Linked DNA regions of Gossypium hirsutum: all the other regions are linked to region 3. A link is a contact called in public Hi-C data. All regions are on one chromosome and are shown on one strand. Each heading gives the region's core, a stretch centred on a gene start, on an enhancer-like site or on the middle of the called end of the contact. The rest is flanking DNA. Distances are from core to core; before and after follow the strand shown. Region 1 holds the start of LOC107886792 (nicotianamine aminotransferase 1). Region 2 has its middle 5.6 kb from the start of LOC121220891. Region 3 has its middle 17 kb from the start of LOC107886790.

Region 1 (3,551 bases), core at 633-3,132, 120 kb before region 3:
CTTTAGCTAACTTGAGACAGAAATCAACATCATCATTAATGTCTTCCAACATTGATAGGTTCAGCTTCACCTGCATTTAAAGCTTACAAATATAAATACTTTTTCAAATTCTTCAGCATACATCATAAACATCAAACCACTCCCTTACCATTACAAACATTGATCCTTCCGGTTTCTTTGGACAAGTTAAGGAAGGTATCTCTTCAATTCTATTGTAGCATATATCAGCACATTCCCTCAGGGTGCTGATAATCTTTGAGAAAAAATCCTCCTTTGTATTCTCAAGGATTTGAGGAATCGCTGCCTGTTTCATAAAACCAAATTACACCAATTTATCCGAAGGATAGGTTAGGAGAATGATTTAGAGTGAAACATTACTGAGCTTTATGGGAAAAATTATAGCACACTTCACTGCCTACAGTACATCTACTGGCTTTTGGCAAGAAAGTGGCAATTGCATTTTTCCAATGCAAGTATGTGTCTTAGCAGAAGTATCTTGATTAACAAACCTGGATAAATGTAGCGGGATCAGAAGAGATATTGAGGAATCCTGTGATCGAATCGGTTACCTGATAAGAGCCAATGAGATCATTAACACAACATGATCCGAACTTCGTATATTTCTACTTTTAAATATGCATTGCCTGTAGCCTCTTTAATTAGGAAAATGTACACCATGTATCTTAAACAAGAGAAAAATAAATTAGGGGCCAACCCCAGATTTTTGAAGAATGCCATCGGGATCACTTGTGACAAGCCACCCTAGGCGCCAACCAGGAACAACCCATCTCTTTGATATAGACCCCATGGTGAGAATAGGCACGGTTAATCCAAACACTCGCATCGGCACATATGGAGTGCTTCCAAATGCGAGATTGTCATAAGCTTCATCAGCAATGACCAAAATCCCAAGCTTTCTTGCTGTCTCTGCAATCTAACTTCCAAAAAGATAACAGTGATCAACATCTTGTTTTGAGAAGAGACAAGAAGTTATACTGAAAATAAAACAAGCTTGTTTAACCTTGTTCAAATGTTCATAGCTGAAGACATTTCCACAAGGGTTGCCTGGATTTATAATAACCATAGCAACAGTGTTCTCATCTGCAAGAGTCTCTACAGCATCAAGATCAACCTCCCAACCTTTTTCAGGAAGAAGATCATAATGACGCATTTCAAGATGGTTATAAGCACACCAAGCTTCATAGAGTGGGAAGCCCGGTCTAGGAAGCAAAATATTGGCACCGGGGCGGGAAAGAATTGATATAACAACTTCTATTCCTTGAGTACATCCATTTGTTAAATAAACATCATCGGGCGATGACTTGTAGGGAAGGTCACGGTTGAGGTAATCTGCAAGTGCCCTGTTGGAATTCGAACCAAACAAAGTTCATGACCGCTCATTCATTCATAAGCAAATTTCAGTCACACCTTAAAAATTATTTTGCAGTTTCTTTTGAAACATGATTAAAAGAGAAAATTTACAATCTAACCTTCTTGCGGGAAGAATACCAACAGTGGTCGCATAACAATTATGCTTAGCCGAACGTAGAGCATCAACGATGGCATCTTCAGCAGCAGGAGTAGTCCTGAAGCTTGGAAAATGAGAGGGGTCGCCATGACCGAGAGGAACGACTGTAAGGCAACTATCTTGGTTGATGTTGCCCATTAATAGGTTGAGATATCCTCGGACGGTGGTGGTGGACGCTGCCTCCAGGCCCTGAGTCCTTTGGAAACCCCATTTCTTTGCTCCACTCTCCATCTTCTTGTTGCTAATGGAGTTTGGACTTTGGAGTTAAGGGTTAGCGGGGCCGTGCGTCTTTAAAAACCCATTATCTACCAATCATTTATCCAACAGAATAAAAATTGGCAATTCGGTACTCAACGGTAATTGCATTTTCCATCATTTAATAATAAAAAAAAAGTAGCATAGTTTTGGTACATAATATCAAAAAGCGAAATGGTTTTATTAAAATTTTCATTCTTTTTTACTATTAAAAATTATTTTAATTAACAAAATAATCAAATAATGATATGATATGCATTAAATTTTTAGGAGAATGACCAATTTATTATTTGATCTAATGTATAAAAATTAAACTATTTATTTTAAGTAGATGAAGTAAAATACAAATTAACTCTTAATATAAAAATTTCCATTATAATTTTATAGATACTCAACAAATTACAATTTGAAATTCTATTAACACCATTTGTTAATTTCTCACCATCTGATAAAATTTTCATCACTGACACTAATAATATATTTCAATTTGTTTCAATTTTAGTTTAGAAATGATTTTTTTTTCAAATTTTATTTATATTCTTATAGGTTAACTAATAATGTTAGTCGAAAAATAAATTTTAAACTTTGATATTATTTTTGAACAAAATGAACTTTCATATTATGAATACTAGGAAACTGTTTTTACATTATTTTTTTATTATTTAAATTAATCTAAATTTAATAATTATTTTCATATTAAAACCCTAAATTCTAGAATTTTTAAGGACTAATTTAAAAAAAATTAAACTCCAATATAAAAACAATTATAAGTTTAAAACTTAACTTCAACATAAAAAAATAAAAAAAAGTTTACGCCTAAAAACTTGAAATTGTCCTATATCCTACGCGAATCACTTGGCTCACACAATATATATATATATATTTAAGGACAAAATATTTGGTATAATGTATACTATAGGCCGGTAGTGCCTATATGTTGCAGCATCCATCCCCGCCCACTCTACTTCATTACAATTTAATTTTGAGTAAATTATAAAAATAGTAACTTTTATTTACTTTAGATTAAATTTTAGTCACTTATACTTGAAATGTTACGTTTTAGTCACTTACGTTATTATTTTGTTACGAAGTGGTCACTCTACATTTAAGTTGGTATTCAATTAAACACAATAAGTTATTAAGCTTGGCATAGTTGGCTAGACATGAAAAACCACATATCAATAAGGTGAGTTTTAACTTGTAAATAAAACATATAATACCACAATCACATATCATGCCAATTCATGTCATTTTGATTAACTAGATCAAAACTTATTCAATCATGGAATGAAACAATTATATACATGCTAATATCATTTCTTCAATACTTTGTTCAAGTTCAAATTCAAATTTTCACAAGTGGATATCAAGATCTTTATGTCTCATTTCAATTTCTCAATTCATGTAATTTATTTTGCCTAATGAACTTTAGTAAATGGACTCGGATACATAAGTATCTCTGATACACCAATTGCTCGTACGAGCTAAAGTTATAATCATGTCAGGTTACTAGTCCAGGCTAAACCTTTATAATGACACATTTGATTGCTTGTCCAAGCTGAAAATATACATGTCAGATTACCCGTTCGAGCTAAACCTTTAAAACAACACCAGGTTACCAATCCAAGCTAAACATATGTTACATGTATCTTCGAGTCCACAACAAATGCTGGATCATGGTAACATATCTAACCAATCTCGTACAAGCGTGCACAAAACCTAATTGGCATACCAATCGTATCCTAACCTTTATTAAGTTCCCACAGGC
Region 2 (3,788 bases), core at 317-2,816, 85 kb after region 3:
TTTTTTAATTTCAAAATGTCACAGCAATAAATTTAACAAAAAAAAACATACCAATGTTAACAATTAGAGTTAGTATTTTGAAATATGAAAAATAGAGAAACTAAATTGCTATAACAAAAAGTACAAAATCTAAATTTGAAATTTGTGAAGAATACAATTCCATTTAATAAACCATAGTAGAACAACCATGACAACAAAGAAATCACTGTAAAATTTTCGAGTCATCTACGAAAAAGTTTAAAATGCTCCCAACTTCGCAAATTTTCGACAACGTTGGAGAGGGTGATACTCACTCCGACGGTGGTCGTAACTCCAAAAAAGTGAGATTTAAAGAGTCTTTTGCTGATGATGAAAATTCTATGGCAGTGGATCCAGTACCAAAGTAGATCGTGTCGTGGAAAGATAAATTACTGGGGAATCAAGATGATTTCACTGACTCGGTTCGGGCAGTGCCTTCTGTCGTGAATGAAAATGAATTCGAGTTACTTGAAGGAGACGTTAATACGTCAATCATTGATGGGATTCCTGCGACTGAGTTTTCAGATCGGATCAAGGAAATCCTTTTCAAAGAAATAGAGTTGGCTGTCATCGTTAAACTCCTACGGCGAAACATTGGCTATAACACCCTTTATAATCACATTCTTTTTCTTTGGAAGCTTGTGAATTCTATTCAGTTAATGGATATAGCTAACGGATATTTTTTGGTGAAATTTCAGGATCTTGGAGATTACAACAAGGCTCTTTCACAGGGTCCGTGGATAGTTTATGGCCAGTACCTGACTGTTCAACCTTGGTCTAAGCATTTCAATCCAATGCAACGTTACCCGAGTGTGGTATTAACATGGATTCAATTGCCGAATCCCGGGTCATCTGTACAAATGGAAAATTATTGGAAAGGTGGTTAAGCTGGATTTACAAACTGATAATCAGACCATAGGTCGTTTTGCAAGATTAGTCGTTTATATCAATCTAGATAGGCCATTGATATCAAAAATATATGTTGACGGAGCTACTCAATAAGTTGAATATGAGGCCCTTCCGACTGTATGCTTCATGTATGGCAAATACAGACATGCTAAAGACTTGTGTACCTCGGTTATGGCGAACCAAAAATCTGCGGATTTGGTGAACACGGCAAATAATCCTCGTGAGGAGTCGACGGCCGTAGAGGGACCTTTTTCGGCGGAGTGCTTGAACGGGAAAAAATATACATCAATCATCAAAGGAAAAGGCCCAAAATTCGGGCCATGGATGCTGGTGGAAAGGAGGTCTTCTCGGCGAGAGAAGCGAGGAAACAAAATGAAAGTTCTGGAGAATCAGAATAGAGCTGTTGCTGGTACCAGATTTTCTGCGCGGTTAGAGGAGGAAGATTTGGGAATGAAATCGGGGCAGTCGGCAGGAAGGAATTTTGGGAATGACCTAGGGGATAAGATGACAGACAAGGAAATGAGTTGGGATTTTAGGGATTTTATTAAAGTACATAAATCGGCTGGTGGACCAGGTCATAGAAACTTGATGGATTTGGGTCTTTCTAAGGGGCCCATCGGTAAGGAAATATCGGGCAAAAATGGGCAGAAAAATTTGGGCCAAAATTACAAAAAAAACCTTTGGATAAGAGCCTAGGGAAAAGGCCAATAGGAGTAAGCGAATTAGGGGAAATTAACAGGAAGTCTTTAGGAAATTTTTCTAATTCTAATTTGGTTATTTCTAATGGTGCAGGAACAAAACAGGTGGATACACCAAAAAAACATTTCTTTGGAAGGCACAATTTCTCTAGGCAATTTGGTTTCTAAAGTCCAGAAAAATAATAGAGCCGAGGATTTAGAAAATATTAAAGCTCATTATAATCCAGTTTTTGATGAATCTGAGGGTTTCATCGTCCCTATATCTGATAATACCCTTGATCCAGGTAAACACTCTGCTGTTAGTTTTAATAAAAAATTTATTTATCTATACAGGATAATTCGGCCCCGAGATCTGTGGAATCCCCAGTTTTTAACTTGCAATAGAAATCTAATGGTTCCAAAGACAAAAAGGTGGGGGTAAGGACAGGGGTATTCGAAATTCCAGGAGAGCTTATATTGCTCTACGAAGTCGAGGGAACCGTTTTAAATCCTCGGGAACTACGCGTGTTCCTTTAGCTGAATCTATGGAAACAATGGCTGAACTTTTATCCCCTCAAATCCTTAATGAGTGCTCGAATGTTGAGGTTGATGATGCAGGATTAGATACGAATACCAATATCGGTCTGGACAGTTAGGTAATTTATTCCAACTTTTTAATTTTATTAATGAATATCACTATCTTATCGTGGAATTGTCAGGGATGTGCAAGTGCGAAATTTTGTAGAATTTTTTGGGAATATAATATTGAGTACAAGCCGGATATTATTAGCCTACTTGAACCGAGAGTTAGTGGGTCCTGACAATATCATCTCTAAGTTGGGTTTCCAGTATTCACATCGAGTAGAAGCAATTGGATATTCAGGGGGCATTTGGCTAGGATAGAGAGACTCTGTTTTTCTTGATGTGAGTCATAGCCATCCGCAATTCATTATGTCTCGGGTTTGACATTCATCCTTGACTCATCCTATTTTCATCGCCTTTGTTTATGGGAGTCTTAACAGACAAAGATGTCAAAATCTTTGGAGTGAATTAAAGAAATCTATTCCACTTGATCAGAGCCCTTGGACTGCCATTGGAGATTTCAACGTAATTCTTTCCTCCTCAAAAAAATCTGAGGGCTCACTAGGGGCAAGAGATGCCCAACTTTCGGTGATTTTGTTGATTCTGCGGAGCTTTATGACTTAGGTTTTAAGGGGCCGCCTTTCACTTAGCATAGGGGTTCGTTGTTTGAGAGGCTAGACCGTGCTCTGGCAAATGAAGCCTGGCTTCGAAATTTTCCTAATGGCGTGGTTACACACCTTCTAAAGATTAAGTCAGATCATCGACCCCTCCTCTTATCCCTGAATCCGAGTACTATTCTTCTTAGAGGAAAGCCTTTCAGATTTTTGGCTGGTTGGATTGAGCACCCAGGGTTTGATAATTTTTTAAAAGAGATGTGGGAATATTCGGGGAATATGTCTGATACCCTTGGTAAGCTCACTATGGATCTTAAGGTTTGGAATAAACAAGTCTATGGTAACATTACCACTTGCAAGAAGGACCTTTTTAAAAGAATTGCCAGCATCCAGAAGACTAGAGATTTCTTCGGTTCTCATCATTTGAGTCAGGTGGATTTGGCCCTTAGACAAGAACTTTGGAAGCAAAAAGCGAGATGTGATTGGCTCAAATTTGGTGACAGAAATACAAAATTTTTCCGTTCCTGTACTCTGTTAAGGAGGAAAAATAACCGTATTACTGCCATCCGTAATTCTGATGGTAATTGGATGTATGATCCTGAGGGTATAGAAGATTAGGCAAATAAGTTTTTTCAAAGACTGTATAGAGAACTACCTGCTCCTATGGGAAGCTTGCCTCAATGTGGTTTTTCCCTAGCTTGATCCAGCGGATATTAGATTCTTGGAAAGACCGGTGACAAATGAGGAGATCAAGGAGGCTATGTTTAATATGGCACCTTTGAAGGCCCCAAGTAGTGATGGTTTTCACGCTCTCTTTTTCTAGAAGCAATGGGACACTATAGGGGGAGAGGTCTGCGACTGGGTGCGTAAGGTTTTCAACGGAAATCCTATTGATCTTGATTTAAATAATACTCTAATCATTTTTATTCCGAAGGTTCAAAATCCGGATAATTTTGGTCAATTTCGACCTATAAGCCTATGTTCTGTT
Region 3 (3,838 bases), core at 1,257-3,756:
GTTTCAGTTCGTCATGACTATACGTTACTTGAATATTTTAGCATCACATTCAACATGGTCGGTGTATCTCAGTTGGAGAGTACCTTTGTCTAAACTCTCATACGCTTTAGGAGACATCACACTATCACGGATCGGTGGCATGTATAGTTGGACTTTTACACATGCTAGGTTAGTTTGAGAACCGACTAAACCATAGCTCTGATACCATTAAATGTAACACCCCTCACTCGTATCTAACGTCGGGACAGGGTTCGAAGCGTTAACAGACTTAAACATTCACAACAACACATAACATATTACCAACCATGCATGGTAAACAAGCATATGTACATCATCAATATCAAACATAACATAAATAGCTAGATTTATAAGTCAGAATCATTAGCTCACTAAAGACCAATATATTTGGCCAAATTATAATAACACATGTTATAAAACTAGGTCCCTATACATGCCACTCACTTGATAATTCTAGCATATGTGTTTATACTATCAAGGTGTTGGCTTGATAGTGTGATGCTGCCTCCGACGATCTCCAACCCTGAGCTAACCTGACAACACTAAAAGAAATGGAAAGGAGGGGGTAAGCTTTACGCTTAGTAAGCTCACATGAAATAATAATAAGCAATTTACTAATATGCTTTCCATAGTAAAACTAACACAATTGTACATTTACACATGTTCTGGTTAAGCTGCTTTCTTGAGTCACAGTCACTAAATCATTTATATCTGGAGTTACAGAACTCCAAATTAAGATCCGTAAATTTTCTCAGAAACTAGACTCATATATTTCCACCATAAAATTTTCAGAATTTTTTGTCCATCCAATAAATACAGTTTATTATTCAAATTCTCCCCTGTTTTGCTATTTGTCAGCTTCGACCTTTCTTCACTAAAATTTATTTATCTCATAGTACGAGACTCGGATAATGTTAACGTTTGTTTCTATTAAAATTAGACTCATCAAAGATTCTAAGCATATAAATTATAACCCATAATTATTTTTCTACAATTTTTAACAATTTTTCCAAGTCAGAACAGGGGATCTCGAATTCATTCTAACACTGTCTCACAAAAATTAGAATATCACATAATATACAACTCTTTTGCTCCCCTTATTTCTTTTATATGAAAATAGACTCATTAAGTTTTAATTTCATAATTTATTTGAGATTATTCAACTTACACAGTTTTTGGTGAATTTTCAAAGTCACACAACTGCTGTTGTCCAACATTATTTTACTACTAAAATTCACTTACATAATTTCACTTAATCCATTTTGTCTTATCGAAGTTCACTCAAATATCGAGCATATTGCTTAAAATTTTCTTAAACATATACCTGCACTTATTCATCATATAATCATGTTCACATGTATTTTTACTTAATGGATTTTCTTGTTGAACTCTTCGGAATAATAACTGATACTCAGTTGCCTACACATATTTTCACACTTGTAGAAGAAATCTAAGATGAGAGGAAGAAAAAAGAAAAAAGAAAAAAGTTATAAAATAAAAAAGAGGATATATAAAGAGAAAATAAGATTTTTTTTTTGTCTTTTTGTAATATGGTAATTTTTAATTGTGTATTTTTTATAAATAAACTTAACGGATTGATTAATGGTTGAACTACCAAATGTATTAATTTAGAGAAAAAATAGTTTAGAAACCTTTTGTAACAAAAAAATAGTTTTAAAACAACTTGTGAGGTACTAAAAAAAACTAATTTAGATACCAATTTATAAATTAAGTTTTTTAATATATATTCAACGATTTAACTAATTTCAAAATAAATTAAATATCACGTGTAACTAAAAAGAATTAAATATTAAGATAGTAAAAATAATACTATGTAAGCACCAATTTATGGGTTAAGCAATTATTTAGGCTTAACCATTCTATTTGGGCTTGTAGTGTGCTTCTTTGAGCTTGGATTATCTTAGGAGGCCATGTATAACATCGAGTAAATCAAATTGGTTAAACAAAATTAATATAATGATCCAATATAATCGAAATGCATCCATCTTTTAGGTTCCTTCTCCACCTGCGTTTTCCCATCATTCCTTCATTTTCGGTTGGCAAACATTTCATTCCATAAAGGATAAGCTGAAAAAAGATTTAGAACCCCCCCAAGAAAAACAAAAAATGAGGAATGGAGGAGAAGAGTGAAAGGGCGGCCAAGATGATTATGCCCAAAATCTACCATCACCTCCATGCATGCTCCTACCAAGAGACTATGACCATTCCTCATTGAAGGGCAAGGAGCCATGACCATCAAAAGCGACTAAGGCCTCAACTACCAAACAAAGCAGAGCTGGTGTGGTGGGTCCAAAGCCTAGCGCGATTCAACGGGTAGGAAACCAAGCAACGAAAGCGTCTGACAGTGCGCATGAAGCTAAGCCTGAGAGAGAACCAAAAAAAAAAAAACAAGTAGCAAGCTAGATAGAGGAGCCACTCTAGAAGCAAAACTGTGAAGAAACCCATTTGGTGGAAGGGGATCTACCTGCCCAAAACACGACGGCTGGAGGCCAAAGAAAAAGATAGGAGCGGTGTTATTGTGCTAGGACGTGAGAGAAAAAGCCCAACTGCAGTAGTCGACACAAAGGCCAGCTGCACTAGCAGTGAAAAAAATGTTCTCTTGTACAAAGGATTAAGGCCTAATTTTTTCCGTTACTTGGGCATAAGGATCCAAGTAAATGCATATACTACAATACAACCATGTGGTGTTGCAAACGAGTATTATAATCAAGACCGCAAAACAATTTTAAAATCCATAAACAAGGAAAATAATTCCATTCTGCTATAGTCTCAGAGAGGATTCTACAATTGTCGCTTAGTGTTGCCTTAACTAGTCTAGAATTAGCATTTATATACAAGTTTTATAATTCCTGCATTGTTATATTTTCAGAATTTTAATATTATTTTATATTAATTTATGATTTATTATATACACAAACAAATTAAGGATAGGCAATGGCCTGTTTGGTTCCCTATACTAGAAAAAAGCAGGGATTGGATAGTTACTAAGTGAGAATGGAATAACTAGATAATATATTTTATATAATTCGATTGGTTGAATGGAATAAACATGTTACAATATTACATTGTTTGGTTGACATGAATAACATTTTGGAATAGATGAGGAATATATTAAAATGACAAAATGTGTAATAGAATTCAAGTTCAAGTGCTAATCTAGATAAAAAAAATCAACTACTAACTTAAGAAAAGTTGTCAAGTTTAGGGGGACAAATATTGCTTTATCTCTAGACACTTTTAATTTACTCAAAACTTGACATGTATGGTCTACATGAATGGAGCATAAAATATGATAGTGTAATTGTTAAAATATTAATCATAATTTTTTTTAAATGTCTAAATCTTCTTCTTTTTTTCAATTTACACTAGCATAAGTACATCATTCATATATTTCATGATTTATTAAATGCAAACAACAGTGTCAATCAGTGTATCAAATTCTGTCAATGAGAGTATATAATTCTATGCATGATCAATGAACCAGATGATGTCATATCATTAAAAATAAAGTTTAATAGTCACAAGATGTGGAATGGTATTAGTTCACCTCGTCCCTTAAACATGTTGCCAGAGGTTCAATTCCCGCTCATACAGTGGCGAAGCCTAAAATTTGTTTTGGGACAGAATTAAATTGTATATTTTTACAATAGTAAAAATGTAATTTCATCATTTTAATAGTTTATATCTTTATAATTTTAAAAGAGTTAAATCAAATTTTTATTATTTTTGGAAGGCTAAAGTGTAATTTTGTCATTACTAATTTAAAATTTTATAAATTATAAAGAGCTTAAATTGAAAT

What was found. A called contact is a pair of places that touch in the nucleus more often than the background predicts.
Region 1: a Hi-C map of leaf shows a contact between it and region 3, with 2.6 times the contacts expected there. The contact joins the promoter of LOC107886792 here to the enhancer-like site in region 3. A contact is called at or near these places in 6 of 34 Hi-C or Micro-C datasets (anther, callus and leaf).
Region 2: a Hi-C map of leaf shows a contact between it and region 3, with 1.5 times the contacts expected there. The contact joins two enhancer-like sites. A contact is called at or near these places in 3 of 34 Hi-C or Micro-C datasets (all in leaf).

The regions. Positions count from the first base shown.
Region 1 is chrA03:105,287,124-105,290,674 of Gossypium_hirsutum_v2.1, forward strand. LOC107886792 (nicotianamine aminotransferase 1) reads right to left here and starts at 1,883. Exons shown (of 7, transcript XM_016810858.2): 1 at 1,491-1,883; 2 at 1,022-1,361; 3 at 716-934; 4 at 510-569; 5 at 149-304; 6 at 1-70. The coding sequence starts at 1,759.
Region 2 is chrA03:105,490,720-105,494,507 of Gossypium_hirsutum_v2.1, forward strand. No RefSeq gene overlaps it. Among protein-coding and RNA genes, the nearest start is that of LOC121220891, 5.6 kb to the left of the region's middle. Within about 2 kb of position 1,567, at least 7 of the 9 cell types and tissues checked have an H3K27ac peak or open chromatin away from gene starts, as enhancers often do. A contact at or near this core is called in leaf, where this site is marked.
Region 3 is chrA03:105,404,330-105,408,167 of Gossypium_hirsutum_v2.1, forward strand. No RefSeq gene overlaps it. Among protein-coding and RNA genes, the nearest start is that of LOC107886790, 17 kb to the right of the region's middle. Within about 2 kb of position 2,507, at least 9 of the 9 cell types and tissues checked have an H3K27ac peak or open chromatin away from gene starts, as enhancers often do. A contact at or near this core is called in leaf, where this site is marked.